2 separate regions of the Sus scrofa genome follow, and region 2 is linked to region 1. A link is a contact called in public Hi-C data. All regions are on one chromosome and are shown on one strand. Each heading gives the region's core, a stretch centred on a gene start, on an enhancer-like site or on the middle of the called end of the contact. The rest is flanking DNA. Distances are from core to core; before and after follow the strand shown. Region 1 holds the start of MIER3 (mesoderm induction early response protein 3). Region 2 overlaps GPBP1 (vasculin).

The links. Hi-C and Micro-C count contacts between places; a contact is called where the count stands out from the background.
Region 2: a Hi-C map of liver shows a contact between it and region 1, with 10 times the contacts expected there. The contact joins the enhancer-like site here to the promoter of MIER3 in region 1. A contact is called at or near these places in 1 of 5 promoter capture datasets (liver), 10 of 47 Hi-C or Micro-C datasets (embryonic fibroblasts, epiblast stem cells, fetal heart ventricle and 5 more) and 2 of 2 datasets of contacts at active chromatin or transcription factors (alveolar macrophages and skeletal muscle).

The regions. Positions count from the first base shown.
Region 1 is chr16:36,024,146-36,026,694 of Sscrofa11.1, reverse strand. It overlaps MIER3 (mesoderm induction early response protein 3), which reads left to right and starts at 1,271. Exons shown (of 13, transcript XM_003359776.4): 1 at 1,271-1,369. The coding sequence starts at 1,361.
Region 2 is chr16:36,261,198-36,263,746 of Sscrofa11.1, reverse strand. All of the region lies in intron 3 of GPBP1 (vasculin), which reads right to left. Among named protein-coding and RNA genes, the nearest start is that of GPBP1, 45 kb to the right of the region's middle. Within about 2 kb of position 1,271, at least 5 of the 83 cell types and tissues checked have an H3K27ac peak or open chromatin away from gene starts, as enhancers often do. A contact at or near this core is called in liver, where this site is marked.

The DNA.
Region 1 (2,549 bases), core at 22-2,521:
CTGTAGGGCCTGCCATACTTCTCTGATTGTGTTGGCATCTCACTTATCCAGGACCTTAGAGTAAAATTCTCTTTTCCACATTTTTTCTTTGTTTTCCATACATATTATTTCTGGTCTCCTGCCTCAAGACAAGCCATGTCCCAAGGCATGCAGACTTGATTTCTTGCAGGATTTGCCTCTGTGAGCTACCAACTAGTTGTTGGTGAATATTTTTGTGTAATTTGCTCAAAGTTATTAATTGTGAACATGGACCTGCCAGGAGTTACACTTAGGTCTCCCAGTGAAGATCAAATGGCCATACCGCATGCTTAGGATCAGGTACACCTCTTAAGCCTTGTCCTCCCTCCTCAACCCATCCAGTGCCCACAGGTCTCCTTTCCCATTTGACCCTAAGCAAATGTTTGACCTTTTTGGGAAGGAGGTGGGAGGTCGAGTTTTGGGACTCAGTTCAGAGCCTCTGATATACTACTATATTCCTGCCCTTCCATAGGTCTATCAAGTGTGTACCTCTGGGTCATCCCCTGGACTATTTGGTGATTAACAACCTCTAGCACTGTTCAAATTTTCTTTTCGCACGTGCACAGTTTATATTTTGTAAGCATCTCTTTGAATTGTGCCAAGTCTACTCATCATCACTTCCTTGCCCTGTTATCTTTTGTCTTATCTTCGGTACTGTCACGATCTTCCAGAGCCTGTTTGGTAAATGACTACTTCCACCACGTACTCCATGGGCTGATCAGCATCACCCACTCCTGCAGGTCTCTTAGGCGAAACTGAAAAATGCCTGGTAGCTGTCCTCCCATCCTGGATTGACCCTGCCGTCCATCAGTCTCCTCTCCCATTTCTCGGGGCTTCCTCTCAGCCATCAATATACTCCGTCGACCACCTCCTCTCTTCTAACTTACGAAAGTCTGTAGAGTTGTCCCTCCAAGTCTGTCGCTCACTTCCCCCACGTCCTCCCGGACCGGAGTATCGGTCGGTTGTTCCGTAGCCGCCACGGACGGCTCTTGGGCCTGGATTTGCTGGACCTGGTCTGTCCCGCGCTCGTGTTTCCATCCGTCCCCGTCCGCCTACAATTTGGCAGGAACTTTACTACAGCCAAGAAGGGAAAGGCGGGTGAAAGCGGGTGCGGGTCGACCGGTCCGCAGTGGGCGCGGGGAGCGGCGAGGGGCGCCGGGAGGGGTGTGCTGACGAGCGGGCCGGGGGTGTCGCGGGCCGCCCTGCCCTATAAGGGGCCGAGCCGCCTCCGCCGCCGGGCGGGTGCCGGGCGGACCGCGGCGGCGGCGGCGGCTGCGATTGGCTCAGGCGCCCCATCCGGGGACTGGGCTCGGCGCTGCTCGTTCGCCCTAAAGGTACCAATATGGCGGAGGTGAGCAGGAAAACCGGGCAGGAGCGGCCGGGCTGGAGCGGGCGCCCGGCGGCCTCTCGTGGTCCCCGAGCCGGCTTTGGGGGATCCGGGGCCCTTCTCACGGCCCCACGGGGGGCGGCGCGGCGGCGCGGGGCTGCAGGGCGGCGACGGGCGGCGGCGGGGCCGGCCGGGGGGCGGGAGCGGGCGCGGGAGCGGTCTCCCTCCGGGACTAGGCCGCGGCGGCTTCGGCCCCTACCCGGCCGGGCGACGGGGCCGGCCGGGGGGCGGCGGCCCGCGGCAGCGAGCCTTTGCCCAGGGACGGCGCCGTGCCTTGCCCTCGGGCAGCTGACGCGGGCCGCCGAAGCCTCCGCGCCGCCTCCCGGGGCCGGGGTGGGTGGAAACCGGCCGAGCCCCCCCACCTCCGCGGCCGGATTGCAAAACGGGGAGCGGGCTGCGCCACTGCCCTGCGGGAGGAGTGTTCTCTGTCCCCAGCCCACCGGGTCCAGGCTGCGGCGCGGCGAAGCCTCACGCTCCACTTTGCTCCGGGCTCGGAGGCGAGCGGGATGCGCGGCCGCTGGGCTTCGCGGGAGGCGAGCGGGACTCTCCGCCCCGCAGCCCGGGAGGTGCGGGAGCTCCTGGGGCTAAACGGGGAGGACCGAGACCCTCGACGCTCTCTCTCACGGGCTCTCTCCACTGGGCTGAAGAAGGGAGGCAAGGCGAGCGAAGATACCCTGGCTGTGTCCCCAGGGACTAGTGAGCTAGGGGGACGGGGTGGCGCTACAGAAGCCCCTCGACTGGAGCTGCTGGGGCGAGGTGCTCGCTGGAGGGCCAGGGGAGCGACTGAACACGCTGGAAGAAACCAGCATCTCTAGGACTGCGAGTCCTCATCTCTGGACGCGGGAGAGAGGATGGGGGGCTTGCGCTTTGGTTTGGGGGCAAGTGTCCGGTTGCGAGCTGGCCTACGCTTCAGAGCAGAGGACAGCCCCGGAGTTGGGGCTTCCGGGCCCCAGGGGGTGGACTAGGTGTTCGGAGGGCGAGTCCCCTTCCTGGAAAGGGTATTGGGTTTCGAGGTGTTGTTTCGGGCCCTGGAGAGCCGGGTGGGATTTGGGGGAATCCTGAGATGCCAGGGTATGGGGCACTGATGCTGCGAGCCGACTGCTCTGGGTTCTGCTTCTCTGCTTTGTAACTTGCTGAGCTCCAA
Region 2 (2,549 bases), core at 22-2,521, 240 kb before region 1:
TCATATACATGATAATCATTTATATAAATTTTTTTTTGGTCTTTTGTCATTTAAGGGCCGCCCCCACGGCATAAGAAGGTTCCCAGGCTAGGGGTCCAATTGGAGCTATAGCTGCCAGCCTATACCACAGCAACACGGTATTGGAGCCACATCTGTGACCTACACCACAGCTCATGTCAACACCAGATCCTTAACCCACTGAGAGAGACCAGGGATCAAACCCTCAACCTCATGGTTCCTAGTCAGATTCGTTTCCACTGTACCACCACGGGAACTCCAATCATTTATATAAATTTTTTAAAACATAAAGAACAATGTGATTTTTAAATTTTTTTCACAATACTATTTATTGATACTCACATATAGTAATAATATAAGAACATGCACTGAGAATAGTTTAGGGGGGAATGTAGACAGAAAAAGGACCATGAACAAGTAAATTTCAAATGTTTGTTTTATTTCCAGAAGAGACAAAAGTTAATACGGCAAAATGTTAAGATATGACTTTGGGGTGGTTAAGTGTTCATTTAATTATTCATTATGCTTCTTTGTATGCTTAATATTTTATTAGAACTATCTACATAATCTTTCAGAATTATCAAGAAAACAAGTTGTAGGAAAGTATCTGCAATATATATGGCAAACAAATCACTCAAGATGAAAAGAACTATCACAAATAAAGCACTAAGAAATAAATTACACGAATAAGTGGTTCTTAGAAACAGTTCTTTAAAAAATGCTCAACCATAATTAATGCAAATCAAAACAATGAAGTACCATTTTTCATCTAATTTTACAAAGATTTAATAGTGTGAAAACAGGAGTTTCCGTCATGGCTCTGAGGAAACGATTCTGACTAGCATCCTGAGGTTCTACCCCTGGCCTCGTTCAGTGGGTACGGATCCAGCATTGCCATGAGCTGTGCTGTAGGTCAAAGATGCAGCTCAGATCCTGCATTGCTGTGGCTGTGGCAGCTACATCTCCAATTCGACCCCTGGCCTGGGAACCTCCACATGCCACAGACGCGGCCCTAAAAGACAGACACACACACACACACACACACACACAAAGTGTGAAAATATCTAGTGTTACCAGTGAAAAAGCCTGATAGGATTATAAAATGGAACAATCTTTTTGGAGAGCAATTAGGCCCTATCAAGCAAAACGTACAAACCTTCTAAACTATTGATTCTGTTGCTTGGACTTTACCCTACAAATATACTGAACAGTTGCCGGGCATTCCTGCAGCTTAGTACGTCAATAGGTAACTAATTAAACAATCCATGTAGATTCACTCAATAAAAGGTCACAGCTGACAGCTGAACAGTGTAGGGGGTTAAGGGTACCAACCCTTTGCACAATCAAAAAATCCATGTATAACTTCACAGTTGGTCCTCCATATCCACAGATCACATAGTACTACAGTATATATTTATTAAAAAAATTCCACATAAGTGGGTATAAACAGTTCAAACCCATGTTGCTCAAGGATCAACTGTATGTAGCCACTGAAGAGTTAGATACCCATGTACTAACTACAGAAAGATAAAAATATATTCCAGTGTATGCAAAAAAATCCTTGTGTTTCACTTCTGAAAATTAGTCTACTTAAAAATCAAGAAAAGAAAAGTTATTAAACTGTTAAACTGGTGAATTTTTAAGTCCGGCACACATGGATTCCTATCCTAACTCCAGCACTTTAGGGCAGGTTACTCATCTCTCTCAACCTCATTTCCCTCATCTATAAATGGGGGGGGGGGGGGGGGCAGGGACGACACAGTATTTCACCTCTTATGATTTTCGTTAGCCTTCTTATAAAGGGTTTTTACACGGTGATTGGTATGTAGCAATGACTCAAGAAACTTTAGTTATTATATTTTAAATCTTCTTCTGGATTCTTTATAAAAAAAAAAAAAAAAAAAAAACAGTTTTGTGGCACAGCAGAAATGAATCTGACTAGGAAGCATGAGGTTGAGGGTTCGATCCCTGGCATTGCTCAGTGGGTTAAGGATCCAGCGTTGCCTTGAGCTGTGGTATAGATCGAAGATGACGCTCAGATCTGGCATTGCAGTGGCTGGGGTGTAGGCTGGAGGCTACAGCTCTGATTGGACTCCTAGCCTGGAACCTCCATATGCTGTGGGTACAGCCCTAAAAAGCAAAAAAAAAAAAAAAAAAAAAAAAAAACACCAGAAAGTTTTCTAGAATTCTCTCATGGTGCAGCAGGTTAATGATCTGGCATTGTCGCTGCAGCAGCTGAGGGTCAATCCCTGGGCCCAGGAACTTCCACATGCCATTGGCATGGCCAAAACAAACAAACAAACAAAAAAAAGTTTTACAATTTTCTGATTCCTGGAGTATCTGAATCAGTAGTTAACAAAAACTACACAGTAAATAAGACGTTTCAATGAACTCTGAATTTTCTGATGCTCTCTTAGCCTGAAGTTTAATAAGCACACATTTTTCTTTCTCTTTCTTTGCTTTGCTTTTTAGGGCCCCACCGACAGCATATGGAAGTTACTGGGCTGGGGGCTGAATCGGAGCTGAAGTGC